Linked DNA regions of Mus musculus: region 2 is linked to region 1. The links are chromatin contacts, called in public HiChIP or PLAC-seq maps. All regions are on one chromosome and are shown on one strand. The core of a region is the stretch at or near the end of the contact, and the rest is flanking DNA. Distances in the headings are between cores, read along the strand shown.

Region 1 (4,725 bases), core at 1,850-4,349:
GCTGGCCTCAAACTCAGAAATCTGCCTGCCTCTGCCTCCCAAGTGCTGGGATTAAAGGCGTGCACCACCACTGCCCAGCCAATTTCTTTATTCTGTCAATCCTCTCTCGACCTGTTGCCCATGTGTGAGCGACATAGGTAAGAATCTTCAAAAACATTTCTGCCCCATGATTTTTTTCAAATCTCAGGTTGAGGAGAATAGAGTTGAAATTAAAGCTTGTTATGTAAAACAATTTGTAATTTGAAAATGTAGTATTTTTAAGGACAGGACAAACTAAATCCCATGACCTTGCAACTCAAAGAAAAACAAGAAAAAGAAAGAGAGAGAGAGAAAGAGAGAGGAAGGAAGAGAAGAGAAGAGAAGAGAAGAGAAGAGAAGAGAAGAGAAGAGAAGAGAAGAGAAGAGAAGAGTGGCCAGCCAATCCATTAGAGACAAACAATTAGTACTCTTAGGAGACATTATTTCTCCTCTCATTTCTGAATTTGGTTCATTTCTGAATTAGGTCCATTTTAAGAGATGCATCTTAAATGAACTCACTGTTCAGACTAATTGCCTTTCCCTATACCCAGTACAAGAAAAATCTCCTGAGAGTTGTTTCTCCAAGTTATTCCTTCCAACTCCTGGGAATGGGGGCGGGGGGAACGCAGGGAATTCAGTATTATAAATAACTTATCTTAGGAAGAACTCTCTAGGAGCTGCCTGACTTCCTAATGAGCCTGAACCCTTTAAAAGTCTCCTCCATTCACTATGGGGAAGAAATGCTTGGGTGGGAACAGGGAGTCTTTGTCACCCCCTTTCTAGGGAGTAAGTGTGGGGTGACAGTTTCTGTACTGGGGTAGGTTGCCCGGTTCAGTAAACACAATGTGTTCACCATGTCCTAAATAGCTGAACACTTACTTCCAGGACAGGCTTTCAAAGAAAAACAATGTTTCTCTTTCTCCTTACTTTTGCATTTTACCTGGTAAGTGAGAGTAAACACCAAGCCAAGGTTTGACCGTTCTTGTGTTTAGTCCCCAGATATCTGCTGTGTAACTATGTTACAGTTTCCAATCAGCAGAGAATCATTTTTGTTTTTGTTTTTCTCTTCGGACAACCCTCTTTGATTTTGCCATCCACAAAGCTACTGCTATGGTTTAACTATGCTCCTCCAAAGTTCATGTGTTGCACCCTGACTCCCCTGGGCAGCAGTGTTGAGTGGGAGCAGGTTCTGTTAAAGGTGTTGGGTCTCAAAGTCTCTTCCAGAGTGAATGCTGCTATAACCACAGGACTGGGTAAGTTATCACATAGGTGAGTTCCAAATAAAACAATGACCCTGACCTCTCTCTCTTCTGTCTTTCTACTATGGAATGGTAAAACGAAAAGGCACTCACCAAATGTATCCCCATGACCCCGAGCTTCCCAAACTGGAGATAAGTGTAAATCAAACACATTTCTGTTTGTTACAGATCATCCCTTCTCCCGTATTTTGTGCAGCAGTGTGGAATGGGCCATAAAAATGTCCCCAGCTTTTCCTGAACACTTATGATTGTACACCTCTCAGCTTATAGTATATACTGCTACAAACATTATTAGAATATTTGGGTTTGCTACTGGCAATGAATTAAGCCCATTAGTTTGTTTATACTTCAAGCATTCCGAGAGTCTGTATCAGACAACTTGTGAATTGTTAGGAAGATCTGTTTTCAATGATTTTGCGGTTGGGATTTCACCAGATAACCATGAATCAAGGTATTTCTTTGGACAAGAAAATAACCTCTAGCCTTCAATTAAAGAATGTGGTCAAGGGAACTCACCCTTTGCCATTGTCTTTTTGTATCTTGGAGCATGTGATATTTATTTTCTACTTCTTCTATTTTTCATTCATTGTATTACTGGATTCCCTTTTTTAAACTGGAAGCAAAGCGTGGTTTAAAGTGTAGCCATGAGACAAGTAACAGGCTGTTGACTTGTGGCATGCGGGGTATGAGGGAGGACAGCTGCCAGCTTCTGTTGCCCAAGAACATGGCTGCGACTTTTCTTAAGAGAAAGGCCAAGCACAGAGAACCATGTGCGGGAAGATTTCAGCCTTTAGCAATCATTTTTCTTCTCTTGGGAAAAATGCCCTGACTCCCCTTTCATCTGAGGGCCTCACCTGGCTGCAACATCTCAATCCTGGACTCGGTCTCTTCATGCATCTCTCAGAGATGCAGGTCATTCTGAGGAGAGGTCTTTGCAGCAAACAGGGCTTGGGTATTCCTAAGCATCCTCCTGACAGGTGAATTCCTCCTTGCAGACCAGCATCTTAGAACGCTGGGGCTTCAGGAAGCTTGAAAATCAACATGTCTCATATTTGTGAGACATTTTGCTCTTTTTTTTTTTTCCTTCCTGTGTGCCATAATTTTCAGAAAAACTCCACACAATGAAAGCTACTTTGGGTCTCTTAGGCAATGTCACTTGAATCACTAGGTCACAAGGTGAGACCAAATCTTTAGCTTTTCAGAAGTCAGAACATTTAGGACCATGGGCTCTTAGTTTCCTGGAAGCATAGTTAGTCACTGTGAGTAACTTGAATGCCAACGTGTGCCTCATTCCCTTTCCACCTGTAACTCGTGGCACAAGATCATAAGAACAATAGCCTAGGTTTTTATGCAACTGATCTTTGATGACTGAAACATGGACATGGGGTGAGGAAATGGGAGATCCAAGCAAACTTCTTGAAACAATTTCACAAAAATGAAAAGGTGATTGTATCAAGTTTTTGAAAATCACTGCAATGTTAGAAGACTCTGGGAAAGTGACTTTTTAAAATGTTACTTTATTTCTAAAAATATCAATAGGTGCTCCATTTTTAAACTAAAAAAAAAAGATTTGAACATTTATCCGTTTACCTTAATTAAATGGATTAGAGTGCTCTTTGGGGGATAGTTTGAGCTTCCTTCCATGGTAGACAAATATCTTCTCCTGGTACCTCACCTGACAGGCAAGCATTAAACAAGTCGCTACAGTTAAAATATTGATGATGTGGTGAAATACGTCCCTGCTGGGGGACCGTTTGTGTCCAGATCATCTTGGCTTTTTCCTAATGCTTGTGTGTCATGCTTTCTGAACAGGTCACAGCTGATGGAGAAGAACAATGAGAGCTCTGGGGAGTTTATTCTCCTGGGCTTCTCTGACCAGCCCCGGCTGGAGATGGTCCTCTTTGTTGTCTGTACGGTCTTTTATTTTCTAGCTGTCACAGGCAACTCAGCCATCATCTTCCTCTCCCTCATGGACCTCCGGCTACACACACCCATGTACTTCTTCCTCAGCAACCTGTCCCTTCTTGACCTCTGTTACAGCACCAGTAGCATCCCCCAGTTCCAGATTAACCTCTGGGGCCCACGGAAGACCATCAGCTTCGTAGGATGTGCTGTTCAGCTCTTTGCCTTCCTGTCCGTGGGGGGCATCGAGTGCATTCTCCTGTCAGTTATGGCCTACGACCGCTTTGTAGCTGTCTGCAAGCCACTGCATTACCTGACCATCATGCACCCACAGCTGTGCCTGAAGCTGGCAGCCTTTGCCTGGCTCGGTGGCACAGCCAGCTCGACACTGATGTCCCCACTGACCATGTCTCTGGGGCGGTGTGGTCATCGCCGTATCAACCACTTTGTGTGCGAGATGCCGGCTATCATCCACATCTCCTGTGTGGACACAAGCTGGATAGAAGGCCTAATTTTCATCCTGGCCATCCCTATTGTTCTTGTGCCTCTCATTATGATCCTGGTCTCCTACGGCTACATTGCTGCCGCCGTCCTGAGGATCAAGTCTACAGCTAGTCGGCGCAAGGCCTTCAACACCTGCTCGTCACACATGGCGGTGGTGTCTCTTTTCTACAGTAGCATCATCTACATGTACATGCAGCCTGGCAATTTGGCAAGCCAGGACCAGGGCAAGTTTCTAACTCTGTTCTACTGCCTGGTGACCCCCACGCTAAACCCTTTCATCTACTCTCTGAGAAACAAAGACATGAAGGCGGCCATGTTGAAGGTTCTGGGAAAAGATAGAAACCTGCTCGACCCGCAGGGCACTGACAGGACCTGGAACTCACCTCACTTGTCCATGTGTTTCGGACCCATAGTGAATCATAGTGACAATAAGCCAAAGGTGGCAACGATGTGGTGTCTTGTATCCCATAGGTCCCAGATCAGTGATGTATATTACTGTCTGCAGGGAAGGGCCTCCATTTTATTCAAGGAGATAGGACTTCTTACAAAAAAAAACCCCAGCAAACTGACAGAAAAAGACCTGTGGCTTCCTTTTTTGCACAGAGTGGAGGAAATGATTTATTTACAGCTAACCTGTGATGCTGTTCAGACACAAGAGGAAGGAGGCACCGTCTGACAGAATGTGTGCGCATGTGCCTGTGTGTCAGAGAAGTAATGGGAACACTTGCTCTCTCCCATAGAAAGCTGTCTCAGTTTTCCAGCTCTATTGCTCCACCCTGTGGAGCAAACATTCCCATGTCCTCTGATGGTCACCAGCCAACCCTCCTCCCTGTCCCCGCACAAACGGACTTAACTGTTTAACTAAAAGCATTGCTTATTTTAAACTTCAGGTCATGGCCCATGTATAGGTCACAAAGTGAGTTTAGTGAATGTAGCAAGCATTTCAAAAGTAGCACAAAACAGAACAGATTGGTCTATGGAAACATGAGTCAGCTGTGTGTTTTGATTTGACAAATGTGTTTTGGTTTTTGGGTTTTTGTTT
Region 2 (5,476 bases), core at 5-2,504, 230 kb after region 1:
ATGCCAGGAACTGAACTCTGGTCCTCTGAAAGAGTAGTACATGCTGAGAGCTGTTCTCCAGCTCCACTTAATTAACTTATTTAGAGACAAGGTTCTCATTGTGTAATGCTGGCTGGCCTTGAACTCAAGAGATCCACCTAACTCAGCCTCCAGAGTTAGGGGACTAAAGGAGTGCACGCCTATGCTCACTCCTTACTTAACTAGTCCTACCTGTATCGTATGGATGAATGACTTATTTAAAGAAAAAAAAAAATCACTCACAGGTGTCTATCTGGCCTGTGAGCTTAAGTCTATCACTGACAAGGAAAACGAGAATTACCATTTATTTTGCATGGTGTCATCATTTAAACCTTACAAGAGTTAGGTGGACAACTACCCGGACACACCTCATACCTCTCTTTTTCTACAGATGAAGAAACGAGCCTAACCTCACGGAATTTCCACATGTCAAAAGCATTTCTAACATGCTTTCTCCACTCCATTCCCTTAACTCTATTAAAGAGAGGTCACATTCTTCTGGCTCAAGATTATGGGTGTGTTCAAGTGACGAGATGAATGGACCAGACGGTATGCAAATTAAGGGGGGGAAATAAAGTAACAACTGTACGCCCTAGAGATGTAGTCCGACTACTGAAAGCTCCCTTGGAGCTCGGTTCGACCAAAATAGGGGCGGAGGATTCCGAGCGTGCGCCGCTGGCCAGCCAAGACTCACGCCTTCTAGCCAAGGAGCCTAGAAAAGACTCCCCTCCAGCCGCTAGAAGGGCCTGGTGGGGGCGGGGGGGCAGACCGGCAGGACGGACAGGACGCTAGACCAATCACCAAAAAGCAGTGATGGCCAAGGGACCAATGGGTGCTCCGGAATGCCCCTACCGGAAGTCACGCCCCCAAACTGTCAAGCGGCGCCCCGTGGCTGGGGCCCGGAGGGGGGGTGCTGGAGGGGGAGGGGAAGGAAAGTCTCCGGGGCCCGAGGCAGGGGAAGGCGACGGCAAGGACGACGGCGCACGACAGCACGAGGACTGCTCCCCTCGGCCGTGCGCTCCTACCCTAAGCACCAAGGCTTGAGCAGGTCCAGGGGGAGAGGCTAGAGAGCGAAGGGCGGTCCCAAATCCGCACCGGTGCCAGGGCATACCGGGCCAGCTCTGCGGCCCAGGCCTCACCTTGAGCTGAGAGCTGTCGGACACTGTTCACGAACTGCTCCAGAGCAGACGCCATGTTTCCCCCCGCTGGTGGCCCGAGCAACAGAGGTAAGCTCGCGCGGGAAAAAGCGACTGCTCTAGGAGGAGGGGCCCGGCGACCCACTAAAGCCTGGAGGCAGGTTGTGTCACTTCCGCCGGCCAAGCGCCGCGAGATCTTACCTGGCTGAGGCACCCCCTCCTGTCTCCATGGAAACAGTTCCGCTAGTCGCCGGAAGTCAGGTCCCCTCCCTCGCCTTTCATTGTAGTGCACTTGGGAAATCTCGTCTCATGTTAAATGGAAATAACGAAGAAAGGAAAGAATAACACTTAAGCACAAAATTTCTGGGCCCAGTTTTGCTTAGAATGACTGAACATTATTTTAAACCTAGCCACATACTTCCGACACGGCTCCATTGCCACTTCCGGAACATGTCACTAGAGAGCCATACTTTCTTCCAAAGGCAAGGGAAAATGACTCCTTTTGAAGGATGGGGAACTCGTTTTATAAGTTCCTAGGAATGGTGGCTTTTATCTAACGACCAGAAACCCTTCTGTATCTGAGGTTGTGCTCATTTCTGAACATACACAATGCCTGAGAACTAACAGCTTAGTGCTGGACAGTTTCCCAAGTCAAAGTGTAACATTAGGAAGGTTTTGAATTCTAAAGCTGAAAATTAAACACCAAGCAATTCCTCGGATTTCCAGGCTCCCCAGGTCTAGACTGAAGCAGTGATTTTTCTCATTCCATCTTTGGTTTCTTATATGACCATCATCTATCTGTAACAGTTAAACTCAGGTTAAACTTTCCCTCTGAAGCAAGCTCGGTAATCTAAGGCTAAGGGGTTCTGATAGATAGCACAGCACACTTTAGGTTCCTGCTTGGCTCGGAACTAATTTCTTTCCTAGGATTTCTAGTGCTGTAGCAAAGATGAGAAAAAGGTTACTTTGTATCACTTCATAAGATGAATGAAAGGCCTCAGGCAATGAGGCTTTAGAGGGAGACTCTTGAAAGCAACCGGGATCCAGGGTGTTAGTGTTACCGCTCTAAGGGGCAAGTTTTCCCTAATACAAGTGTTGCAGTTCCGAGGGGGCAATGCCAATGAATGTGTTACAGCTCCGGAAAGACTTCTCCAATGGAAGTATTACAGCTCTGAGGGGAGAGGTTGCTTGTGTGTAAGTGTGACAGCTGAAGGGAAAGTTATCCTGGCAGTCTGGAGCCAAGGAATGCCACAAAGTCACATGGCACATCAAACGTCACTCAAGAGATTGGGAGAGATAACAGAGGGTGCTGCCTCTCCTGGGAGAAGCAGCAGGGAATTGGTGAGGAGACAGGCTTATACAGAGTTTCATGGGGAAGGAGTTTTCCAGGGTAAAGATTTCCACGGTGAGGATTAGTGAGATTTCAAGCCAAACTCAAAGACTGGTGAGAGTTTGTGCTCAGGGATTCGTAGGTTTTGGAGCTGAGGAATTGGTGGGTTGGTGACAGGAAACGGTCACCAACAAGGATATTTAACCAGATTATAGGTTCCTGGTTTACAGTTGGAGATGGCACTACCCTCTGGAGGAATACTGCTTTATCTTCATCCTTCCAAGTGGTCAATGAACCACAGCTCCAAAGGGGGCAGAAACACCAGTACTAGTGGCATATCTAGTCATAACAAGAACTCTTTGCACACGTACTCACCAGTAAACCTCTATCTTGTTCCCAATATAGACCCACATATGGTTCTCTATAAGTTGACCGGGCATTACTATGGTCAAAGGGACTTTAGGGGTTGGACATCCCATTCTTTTGCTCATATAGCATCTTCATCTGTGGTCAAGCGGGTGGGCAACCACTCCCTGCTTGGATGGTATAGAGTAGTCAGGGATGAGCCAAGAGCCTGCATTTGTTGTCTCAGGGTAATGTTGCCCAACCCCTGTATGCTCTGATAAGGGGAGGCAGGAGTCCATAAAGGACAAGGGGAGAACCCTATGTGACTAGCAGGGCGAGACCTGATACCCAAGCAACTGGCAACAACTGGTCCCCAACCGGGGGACACTTAGTGAAGTCCACAACTGTGTTTTCAAATGGGGTTTCTCCAACACTCTGTACCCTTGAAGAGACATTAGGTCCCCAACTCAGGTTATTTTGGATACACATTTCACATTGTATACCACCTGGGCTGTGCTGGAGAGTCAAAGGATGTACAAAAGTCAGCTTAATAGGCCTTTATGAGCTTCCCAGATAAGGTGGGTCTTCTGGTGTAACTGACAAGACCTGAGACTATGGCCTCAGGAATTAGCCATTTTCAAATCCCCACCATCCATGTGGGAGACAGATTCCACTTTCAGTCTGATACTGAGTGTTAAGGATGTGAGTAGCTAGGCTCCCATTCTGCCACTGGCCTAAATCAGTGCATAAGGCACAGCTCTAGGTTCTACTGCTCCCTTGAAGGTGCAAGCTTCACTTCTCAGTCTTCTTTAGTTTCTTCCCTTGATGCCCTCCAAAGCATACAACTGCCACCTCTTTAGGTGACATACAGCATCTAAGAGTTCAAGGATTTCTTCTTATGTTTGCCTTGGTTTTGTTTGTTTGAGACAAGGTCTCACAATATTGCTCCGGCTGTCTTGGAACTCACTATGTAGACCAGGCAGACCTCAAACTCACAGAAACCTGCCTGCCTCTGCCTTCACCTTCGAGTGCCTGGATACCACTCCCGGCATGAATTCAAGGATTTCTTTGCCACGGGTTATATCTTTTCTTTCTGAGTTAGTTAGGCACTTTTTGCTCTATAAGGCTCATGTATGTGGAGGGTGGAAGGCATATTTAAGAGTCCGTGTGTATATTGACATACACCTCAGCTGTAGTAGCAGGGCCCAGGTCAGTAAGAAGTTATGCCTTTGGCAGATATTTCAAGTCAATGATGAAAATCAAGTTGACCATGGAGTACCCCGAAAGATATCCTTTCTCTTTCACAAAGCTGCCACCATTGGTGAAATACCCAGCATTCAGGGGCTAATTGGTTAGAGAATACCTCCCCCACAACTGATGCAGTCATGGTCTTGATGGTCTAGACCAACAACACTGGGTCTTGAGGTCTGAGGTACACAGTACTTCCAGGTGAATGTGCAGGTTCTCATACGTTTCCTGGCAGCTGATCATCCAGGCATTAGTTAGCCAGTATTGCCCCTTGTGCTCCGTCAGCACTGTGAGTGTGGGGTTCAAAAATGTTTGAGTCTTTGAGGCAGTCTAGTCCTCATTAACTAGCCCTGTCCCCATTTCCAGGCTTCTTTTTCAGGAAGGTAAAGATCGTTGGCTCTGAGGGGCCAGGTGGATACAGAAAAAGATATTTATTTTAAATTTTAAAAAGTTATGTACACTGGTATTTTGCCTGCATATCTGTGTGAGAGTTAGATCCACTGGAACCTGAGTAACAGAGAGTTTCGAGCTGCCATGTAAGTGCTGGGAATTGAACCCTGGTCCTCCGGAAGAGCAGGCAATGCTCTTAACCATCTCTCCAGTTCTGAGAATGGCAACTTTAAGGTCCAGACATGTGATGAAAGCAACCTTCCCCAGGGATGAGACCCAGGACAGGGTAGAAGTTACAGGGTTGGGTAGCAGGTGGCCTTGTTTACTGCTTATATATCCTGACCTGGACAACAACCATCTGTTTCTGTTTAGAGCCAGGCAGGAGAGTTGTGTTCCAGAACGACTGGCAGGGCCAGAGGAGTCATAATTACAGCAAAATTCCTAAGACCCAAACAAGCTTGCTGTTTCAGAAAAGAACATACCACCACCATTTCTGCTAAACTATAGTACACTAGGGAAACCTTGCTTCTCTGTAGCACATGTAATAATCTATTAGATGTGTACAGCTGTTAAGAAGCAAAGCACTTGGTAATGTGTGCAGGTTCACTGTGTGGCTTGAAAAGGCAAGCAGGTAATCCCAGAAGAGGCAGGGGCAGTATGGGCTTGTGGGAATTCCCCCCAAGCCCTAATTCTCTCAAGAAGTGTGACTAGAACACCAGACCTAGCACTTACAGACCACATGTGTAAGGCCAATGGGAGTCCTGGCTCCTGAGAGGTTTCTGCTCACAAAGAACTCGTAGCCCCAAACCAAGGCAGGGTTAGGGTTTATAAGGTCAAAACCCACAATTAACATTGTACTAGAGGCAGGCTGTGTGTGTGTGAATGTTTTAAAGGTTTCAGGTCAACTGATTAAAAGCAGTTTGTTTTATGTTGTAAAACAACAGACCTCTACCTCTGGAAGCTACAGATGTGGCAGCGTGAGAATCGTCTGCACAGAGAATGTGGTTGG

What was found. HiChIP or PLAC-seq counts read pairs in DNA pulled down with a chosen protein or histone mark.
Region 2: an H3K4me3 HiChIP or PLAC-seq map of the 230-238 cell line shows a contact between it and region 1, with 2.6 times the contacts expected there. The contact joins the promoter of Cops3 here to the promoter of Olfr225 in region 1. A contact is called at or near these places in 5 of 39 promoter capture datasets (the 3T3-L1 cell line, cranial neural crest, hippocampal neurons and 2 more), 2 of 484 Hi-C or Micro-C datasets (the HL-1 cell line and pre-B cells), 5 of 115 datasets of contacts at active chromatin or transcription factors (the 230-238 cell line, bone marrow-derived macrophages, embryonic stem cells and 2 more) and 3 of 9 other capture datasets (adipose tissue, liver and pancreatic islet).

Annotation. Positions count from the first base shown.
Region 1 is chr11:59,609,867-59,614,591 of GRCm38.p6, forward strand. Olfr225 (olfactory receptor 225) reads left to right here and starts at 3,100. Exons shown (of 1, transcript NM_001011740.2): 1 at 3,100-4,359. The coding sequence starts at 3,100. The coding sequence ends at 4,359.
Region 2 is chr11:59,838,513-59,843,988 of GRCm38.p6, forward strand. Cops3 (COP9 signalosome subunit 3) reads right to left here and starts at 1,255. Exons shown (of 12, transcript NM_011991.1): 1 at 1,158-1,255. The coding sequence starts at 1,212.